Regions from separate parts of the Mus musculus genome. Here region 1 is linked to region 2. The links are chromatin contacts, called in public Hi-C maps. All regions are on one chromosome and are shown on one strand. The core of a region is the stretch at or near the end of the contact, and the rest is flanking DNA. Distances in the headings are between cores, read along the strand shown. Region 1 holds the start of Kcnj6 (potassium inwardly-rectifying channel, subfamily J, member 6). Region 2 overlaps Kcnj6 (potassium inwardly-rectifying channel, subfamily J, member 6).

Region 1 (4,348 bases), core at 1,535-4,034, 40 kb after region 2:
TGGTACTCACCTGAATCAATGTCCAGATGAACTTGAATGCTAAGACTCCCCCAGCACAGGTTCTCCTTTGTTTATATTACTGGGAAGGATTCCTCCCCCCTCACTGTGTCTGCAATCGTGGAAGCCAGTTACCGTGCTCATAAGCTGACTAGAGGAGCTCACAGCCGGCTTCTGCCTCCCTAACTCTTGCTCCTCATGGTGCTGAGGACCCAGCCAAGTCTGGATGAAGGGCAAACTGTTTCTCTACTCTCTTGGATCTTGGGACCCTAGGCAGGAGTTGGTTGGCTGGTCTCTTACTGGTCAGGATGCTATCATGGCACTTTCCCAAAATCTATGTCCAAAAGAAAGTTACAGAAGGGTGTGAGAGAGGCAGGAGCCTGTGAACGTTTTCTGTGAGTCAGATACTTGGTTCAAATTCAACTGTTTTCCTCGGGATCTGATCTCACTCGAGCACACGTGTGTGTGTGTGTGTGTGTGTGTGTGTGTGTGTGTGTGTGTGTGTCACACACGCGCTTGTGCGTGCGTGTTTCCTTTCCTCGAGGAGGGATATTTTCTATGTTCTCAGGTCAGCTTTGATCTTTTGCGGTTTCAGTGTTTATTTTGAGCAGTTACTCTGATGCACCATCATGCATGAAATGGTTGATTTGCTAACTCCTGTGTGCCACATAATTCCATGGATAATCTGACACCCGAATTCAGCACGAACAGGGAATTTGATAGATAGAGATTGCCTTCCCAAGACCACAAGATCTAGAGTTTGCTAGGGGCAGCCATCCTATCAGGGACATGAACTCGCTGCACCTTGCTCTGGCCTTGGTGCTGAAACCAGAACCTGCTCAGAATGGCATCTACGGAAACTTTGCCATGTTGGAGGAGAGCCTGACAGGATATAAGTGCCCTCTCGTGGATCACTCTTAGGGAGCTGGACCCAGCTGATACCCTAGGATACCCTTAGGGCACACGGTGGGCATTTTTTTGCCTGGAGCCAAGAAAGTTTTGTCCAACGGTTTTTCCTGTCGCTGGAGCTGCTATGTCTCCTCCCACCTGGGTCGCCATGGAGACTCAGCGCCTTCCTTCTCCAGGCAAAATGGGCGAAGCTTAGTTAGCTCAGCCCTGATTGTAGCAAGCCCACTTTCTCGGACATTGTCCTTCTCCATTTTTATTTATTTATTTATTTTTTACCAAAAGAAAGCTAGCCAGGGCATTAGTGCTTGAACGGAAGTGCATAGCACACGGTACCTGAGAGCTCCCCAGGACCCGGAGACTTTGGAGAAAGCAGTTGGGAGCACACTGAAGCTATAATGAATTGCAAACTCCCAGACACTGGAGGGTTCCCCCCTCTCAGTCCTCTCCTTTTGGGGGAAGTAGAGGTGAAGAAGGGGTTGTTTGGAAAATTCTGTTATTTCCTTTTCAATAAGCTCAGGTTGTTTCTGTGACCTTTTCTATGTAGATCTGTTCCCCCTCTAATATTCTCTCCATATTGAACCCTGTATATATACCTGTGGATCCACCCAGGGCTTATTAGGCGTGGGGAATAAGAATACCATTTCAGTTAAAAAACTAACCCAAGCTTAACGTCTTGATACAAATGAACACATATCCAGAGAGAAGCTAAGTTAGCAGATTCATCTAGCCCCTAAATGCCATAAACACTTCGTGTGACCCTGGTGTTCCCTGCTTTCAGTTAGTTTACTTAGTCCTTGTCTTTCATCAGCACGGCACATCTCGGGTTTACTGATGAAGACTATGAGAAGTCCTCCCCTGTCTCAGGTTCATTTCGCCCTTCTGCTCACTTTTCCTCCTTCGCATCCTCTCCTCTTTATGCCCAAACAGAACAAGGCTACCGCTTTCCACCAAGACAATGGGCTTTTCCTAACTCTCCCTGCCTACCCCACCAGCCGCCCCTGCCTGCGGGATCATCTGTATGTTTGATCTTCACTAGAGGTGCTGGAGCAAGGTCCACAGTAACTGACCCATTCTCTAGCGCCCAGGGCAGGCAGACCCCTCCTCCCGCCACCCACCCAGGCGAGTTTTTAAGCAGCTAATGAAAACCCTATGAGACACATTTCCTTTTGGTTATGTAACCAAAGGCAGCTTTTCCTGCCTCTGGTGGACTTCAGCATCATGTCTCCGCTGAGTAGGGAATGCAAGCAGCCACAGTGGGGCTGGGGACCTGGCAGCCAGGACCCGAAGGCTCGAGGATCCTAGGACACGGAACATCTGTCTGGGATCCATGCCAGCTCCTCGCTTTCAGCAACTCAAACGCACTGCTTACCTTGTAGTGGACAGGGTAGGTTCACTCCATCCTGATCGCCTCTCTCGGAACGGAGCAAGATTCAATAATTCACTCCACGGTGAATGGCGAGGGAAGAAAATACAAGAAAAGGAGGAAACAGACCAACTGGAAGCAGATGGTCCAATTTCACATCAGCCCCGGCAGGCTTTCAGGAGACTCCATTCTGCTGCTAGCGGTTGGGTCCAGCTCCTGCTCCAGCTCCGACTCGCCGGTTCCCGCGGATCCCCACCCTCGGCCCGCCCAACCTCTCCAGCCAGGTGCTGCCGTCTGGTGACTGGCTCCCTCTGGCTGGAGGGCTGGGCGCTGGGGCCACCGCGGGGCAGAGGAGTGCGCGTGTGGGCAGGGACTGAGGAGGAAGCCCGGTTGCGAGGAAACTGGGGGACAGCCTTGAGTGGCAGAGGGAATAAATCCTCGTTTAGGAGCAAAGTGATAGACCTTGCAGGGAGACGTCATGAAAGCCGCAGATTCAACGAATGCTACTCGGTTCCAGCCCCACGGGCTGAGCCGCGCTGTCAGCGCACGAAGCGACGCGTCTCTGGATAAAAGCGGGCGCAGCGCCGCGCGCTGGAGAACCGAGGCGACACAGTGATCAGCTTCGCGGCGAGGCGGAAGAGATGGAGCCGGACCCTAGCTGCCCACCCTTCGCCCAGCCTCTTGTTCTTTTTAACCTGCAGTGGACTCAGGCGCTAAAACAGGGGAGCGCCACCGAGAAATAGGGGTTTCTAGTGCTGGGCGTGAGGAGTCTTTGGGTCTTAGATGCACAGGAACCTTCCATTCCCTCATGTCACTTAAGTCCTAAACTTGAGGATCAGTTTATGCCTACTTGTTATAGCTTCTCTTTTAGCTTTGACGAAAATTGAAAAGTGGGGTTTCTTCACTGCCATCCATTGGGCTGAAATAGATCACACGTGGCCAGCACAGCCCAGAGAGGCCTTAGCCAGCAAGAGGGGCCTGAGGGTGGGGGTGAGGGGGGGGGCCTGCAGCCCAAGACTTTGCTCACACAGATCTAAGAGCAAGTCTGTGCTGTGCTTTCTCTATCCTATCCACCACTCCAGGGACGTAGTGCCAGCTGCTGCCCCCACCCCTACTTTGGTTAAGCTTTCTGAGCTTTCTGAGTATAATCTCAACTGCCTGTAAACACACACACCCCTCGGACAGCCACCTAGTTTGGATTTAACCTGCTTTTGCATGGTTCTTTCAGGGGGCATCCCACAGTACAACCTGACTTTCTTTTACGGTCATTTTGCAAGCAGTAGCTCATTTCCAAAGCCTTCTCGCATCTAGCTTCCACCCAAGTACAGACCTGTTTATGCATTTTTAACCCAAGGAGAAATAGTTTCGCAAGGGTCTGTAAAAGTAATTGACACCACTGGCTGATAATTCTATAATGGCCCTATTAACCACGGGGTATTCTGTTTACTTCACAGCTCAAGAAGGTGACCCTTTCTGATGAAGGGATTCATCGAGATCTGCTCTTAGCAGTGAATGATATTTTATTCTAAACTCGCGCTCTAAAAGTAGGTGTGCATGCATGTTCATGCATGCGTGTGTTGTGTGTGTGTGTGTGTGTGTGTGTGTGTGTGTGTGTGTACCCACAGAGTATAGAAGAAAGCATCATATTACCCAAAGCATGAGTTACAGGGAATTATAAGCTGGGTAGTGTGGGTGCTGGAGTAGAATCTGGGTCCTCTGTAAGAGCAATGCAGGCCCTTAAGCTCTAAGTCATCTCAGCCCCTATTTGTATCTTTTAATGTCTCTCAGGAAGACTGTCTGCTTTCTGAGCCAACTTTGCTACAGAAAGGTGTTTACCTCAGTTTGCATCAACAGCTGGGCCCTCCTTACCCACACAGGCTACGAGTTTGTATTTGTTGATGATTTTCCCCGAGGGACTGTGATCTCAGTTGCTCGTGCCTCAGCTTTTGTGTGGCATTCAGAGGCATTACTATGCACAACATGTGATCTTATGCTACATAAGTCTGCTGGGCTTAGCAATTGTGTCAGAAATGAAGACAAAGCAAGGCCCTGGCAGAACAATGCCCTAGGGGCCTAGGG
Region 2 (4,840 bases), core at 1,173-3,672:
CCCAGAATTTTGGCATAGCAATGAGAAAGTCAATTAGTACAACTAGCAAGAATATCCTTCCTAAGTTAAATACAAGCATTCTAAGATGAAGGAAAACAAAGAGAATTCACCATCAGGAGGCTTATCCTCAAAGAAACAGTTGCCTAAATAGAAAGAAAATGATTAAATAAGAATTTCTTAAAACATCACACAAGTATAGAAGATACAGATAGAGCTAATACACAGATAAACACAAAGTCCTTTCTGACTTCTTCAGATTTATATGTTCGATGGTTGACGAACAAGTTAAAGTGTGGTCTGATTTGGTTCTCAGTGCATGTGTTGACACCCAAAATTGGTAGAAGGAAAACAGATGTAAAAGGACCTAAGTTTCCACACTTCCCTTGAGTTGGTAAAAATACCATCAGCAACAGGTAACTTAGTATAGAGAGTGCCATGTTCAGAGAAACCACTAGGAAGCATAAAGACAGCAATACATGTGAAAACACTGAAGAAAAGTCAAAATTAAATTATAAAAAATGTTGAAGTAGCCCACAAAAATTCAGATGAAGTAGAAATTCAGATTCAGGGGATAACAACAAAAAGCAAAGTAAAAAAAATTACATAGCATAACTAATTTTTTACATGCTAGTAATTATATTAAGTGTAAATGGTTTAAACATGCCAATTTAAAGGCAGAGATTAGGAGAATTTATAAATAAAAAAATCTATCTCTATGCTGGAAATACAGCTGTTTAAATGAAATCCACTTAAATATTATTATGATATAGGTTGAAAGTAAAATTATTGAAAATTACATACCATAAGAATATAAACAAACTGGCTGGTGGTGGTGTACTCCTTTAATCCTAGCACTTGGGAGGCAGAGGCAGGTGAATCAAAGTTCGAAGCCAGTCTGGTCTACAGAGCGAGTTTCAGTGCAGCCAGGGCTACACAGAGAAACCCTGACTCTCAAAATGACTGAACCTACAAGCTGCCAAAACAATATTAGCTGTTCTCAGAGAAATAACCATAACAAATTAACAATTCTCCTGTCCCCCGCCCCACACTGAATTCTGACTAAAAACCACAAACCACCCTGACCTTGTCGCTTACAATCCCCTTAATGTTGATAGCTGTGACATTAATAGCTGATCCATAAGTTCAAAATGTATTACTTCTTTGCTGACCAAATCATAATAACCCACCATGGGGGCAAGCAAAGTGAGTCACTAGGCCAAAGGGTTACTTAGTCACTATAAAGCCAACCAATGCCTGAAAGGGTTACTTGCTACACCAATGAGAACCCTGTTGCCCAAATCTTCCCCTTACAAAGGTATAAAAAGTGTGTTCTTTCTCTGTTCTGGGTCTCTCCTCTGGCCTGTGTGATGAGAGGGGAGTCCCCAACGTGTTGGAATAATAAAAATCCTCATGTGTTTTGCAGCGATGGTGATCTCTGTGGTCTTTGTGAGTAAGGGTCCTTTGACGAACTCCAACAATGCAAAGCAGAGCAGAGCGGACACAACTTGACAAGATGAGTTAGTAAGATCAGAGGCTCTGTCAACCAAGGAAACACAGTCACAAGAGGATGGATACAGTCCAACAACAGCACTGTAAGATAAGTGAACAAAAACTGATAGTAAGCAGAAGCAGAAACATTTATAAGTGTAACCGAAAGCATCAACACATTGCTTTTAGCCATCGCTGGAGCCATTAGAGAGAGCATCAACTGCGTGTCACAGTGACTCAGCAGTTCTCTCAGCTAACAGGATGTCCACAGTGGTGACTCGGTGGCATTCATCCAACAGTGCCAGAACACACCTTCTATTTCAAGTGCTTCTACATGATGAGATATATTACAAATAACAGGCAACCTAAAGGAATTGGATCATATAGAGCGCAGTTTTGGATCATACACTGAAAATCAAAATGTGTATTTTCCCTCTGCCTTCTACCCCCCTTATCTGTCCCACTTTGCACTCTGTCCCTCTCAATCTCCCTGAGTTTGGATAGCTTCACTTGAAGACTCACACAGAAGACTTTACAGTGGGAAGAATCTTTTCTCACCCAGGGCTGTAAGGGAATGTGAGGACCAGACTTTGCATTTTCTGAAGTTTCCTGCAATATTCTCTCTCCTTGTGGAGAACTTCATGACCCCCACATTGTTTGACTGACCCTGGAACCTTTCTATATAAAATCAGAGGATGGGGAATCAGAGATTGGTCTGATTCTATATTACTAAAGATGGATTTTCATCACGGATGGCATTTAGACAGATTCCCCAAACCCAAATAAACACACAATTAAATGGAGCAGAAAAATAGCTTTCCTTATGAGACCTGAAATCCAACAACAAACTTCCAATTCATAAGGCAGAAGTCAGGACGGCTGCATCTGCTGGGCAGCCTCTCTCCCTGTGGACCGGCTGTTGCATAAGCCTGCTGTATTCACGAGATTCTCCCCGGTACTGCTGAGCCATGGAACCCTGTTCTGCCAAATGTGGTGAATCTAACGAAACCACGGATTCCCCGTAATAGCCGTCTTGTGGACAATCCCAGGGCCTCTGATTTTTGGATACATACATAGTGGAAAGGAAAAATGGCTTCCCTCATCATGAGCTGTAAGGTGGGCCATTGACCAAGCACAGCCTGGGGCCTCTCTCTATGTTGGGCAGCAGCTGTTCAACTCCTTTTCCCCAAGGACAGCAGAAGGCAGATGAGAAGGGGGATGGAGCAGAATCCAGGGAGCCCAAGGCAGAGATTCCTTCCTAAGGCTCTGTGCTCTGCAGGACTAGGCACAGAGGCAGATGGCACTTGCTTTACTGTTGGTTATACAGTCATGGACAGAGGAATGGGGATGGACAGGAGGGGACAGGCTCAGATACTTTCTGGCTATTCTCTGGGTTCTCTGAACTTCAACATCACAGAACTTGTCTTAAGAGCATCATCATATGCTATTCTGGGGTTGGTCATGCCAAGGGCTGGGATTGATGTGCCTGAGGAAGCAACCAGTTCAACCCCTTTCATTTCCTTCTGGTAGCAAGCATCCCCATCTTGACTTTCTGCAGTCACCTTTCTTGCCCTCTCCCTATTGAGCATTCTCTCATGCAGATCATGTTTATGATTTTATGCTTCTGGCTTTAGGCAAAGCCAGTATCTCTGTTCCTAGTTCTGTCCCTATACAGACAAGCAAGTCAGGGCTGAGGAAAGGGTGCATTCCCAAACCGTGTGGAGAAGAGCTATCTCTGTCTTGGGAGATATATACTTAAGCACTTATGGGGAACACACCCTGACATACAGAAATAACTCAAGTGCAAGAGGTGGAGAAGGAGGAGGGGGAGAAAGAGCACACAAGGTGGCTTTTGTGAACTACAGGGCATCTTGGTACAATGTCCATCACCATGTGCACTGTGGCCTTCTTCTGAGTCTACTATAGAGAATTAGAGATTGTTTTGGAGACTGTGAACACTTTCTCTTACCTAGGCGGACTTGTGGTCAAGCTGGGGATTCAGAGGGAAACGCTAGTTGCTTGTTTTCCTTCCATTATAGGTCCTCTGGTATTGTGTCATGGTGCTCTATTTAACACTCTGGATAGGTTCAGGGTGGAGCCACATCCCACATTCTGCGAACTCATGGCCTGTGCCTGTTGTAGAGTGCTTAGATGCATTGAAGTGCCATCAAAGAGGTATGCATTACTTCAAACCACTTGCTATGGAATCATCTTACTGTAGGATTGTGAGGCAAAGAAAGGAAGTGTGTACGTGTGTATGTGTGTATGTGTGTGTATGTATGCATATGATGTATGTGCATATGTGAGTGTGCATGTGTGTGCACATGTGTATATGTACATATGTGTGTGTTTGCATGTATACATGTGTGTGGATGTACATGTATATACATGTGTGGTTGTGTATGCATGCATGTGTATATGTGTGTACATGTGTGCATACACGTATGTAGGTGTGCATATGCTTGTGTGTGTGCATAGGTCAGAGGACAATCTTAGGTATTAGTTTTTAAGCACCTTTCACTTCTCTATTGAAACAGGGTCTCTCATTGGTCTAGAAGTTTAACACATAGGCCAGGCTAGTCCATGAGTTCTAGGGATCTGTCTGTCTCCATTTTCCTTCTTGCCATTCCTGGGATTACAGGCACACGCCATCATGCCCAACTTTTTATATGGTTTCTAGGGTTTGAACTCAGATCTTCTTTACTGACTGAGCATCTTCCTAGCACAGAACCTTCACTGAGATGGAACTGGGGAAGGCCCACACCTCAGGGAAATGGGAAGGCCTACACATCAGGGCAGTGGAAGTGGGAAGGCCTAGGCTTCAAGTAGCAGGTGAGGTCTATGATGAAGGCACTTGGTCACAAAGATGCTCAGGCCCAGAAATCTATGGCAGATTTGGCATACACTCTGGGCATACCCCTGGTATACACAACTGCATACACTAGACACAGGCTAGCTGGCTCATGAATGAAGAGTCTCCTCAGATATATACTCCTGGGTCTGGCTTTACATGGGTTCCAGAGATCTGAACTCAGGTCCTCAGGCTTCTGCAGCAAGTGCTTCACTTGCTGAGCTATGTCCTCAGCCCTCCCTGGTTAGTCTCAGGTCTCCTCAGCCCTCCCTGGTTAGTCTCAGGTCTCCTCAGCCCTCCCTGGTTAGTCTCAGGTCTCCTCAGCCCTCCCTGGTTAGTCTCAGGTCTCCTCAGCCCTCCCTGGTTAGTCTCAGGTCTCCTCAGCCCTCTCTGGTTAGTCTCAGGTCTCCTCAGCCCTCCCTGGTTAGTCTCAGGTCTCCTCAGCACTCCCTGGTTAGTCTCATGTCTCCTCAGCCCTCCCTGGTTAGTCTCAGGTCTCCT

Evidence for each region. A called contact is a pair of places that touch in the nucleus more often than the background predicts.
Region 1: a contact with region 2 is called in a Hi-C map of cerebellum, with 1.8 times the contacts expected there. The contact joins the promoter of Kcnj6 here to the enhancer-like site in region 2. A contact is called at or near these places in 1 of 39 promoter capture datasets (maxillary cranial neural crest), 4 of 484 Hi-C or Micro-C datasets (the N1E-115 cell line, cerebellum and cortical neurons), 3 of 115 datasets of contacts at active chromatin or transcription factors (embryonic forebrain, embryonic stem cells and neural progenitor cells) and 1 of 9 other capture datasets (pancreatic islet).

Annotation. Positions count from the first base shown.
Region 1 is chr16:94,994,912-94,999,259 of GRCm38.p6, forward strand. It overlaps Kcnj6 (potassium inwardly-rectifying channel, subfamily J, member 6), which reads right to left and starts at 2,785. Exons shown (of 4, transcript NM_010606.2): 1 at 2,276-2,785. Gm31407 (a long non-coding RNA gene) reads left to right here and starts at 3,317. Exons shown (of 2, transcript XR_385080.4): 1 at 3,317-3,813.
Region 2 is chr16:94,954,924-94,959,763 of GRCm38.p6, forward strand. All of the region lies in intron 1 of Kcnj6 (potassium inwardly-rectifying channel, subfamily J, member 6), which reads right to left. Among named protein-coding and RNA genes, the nearest start is that of Kcnj6, 40 kb to the right of the region's middle. Within about 2 kb of position 2,423, at least 23 of the 459 cell types and tissues checked have an H3K27ac peak or open chromatin away from gene starts, as enhancers often do. A contact at or near this core is called in the N1E-115 cell line and cerebellum, where this site is marked.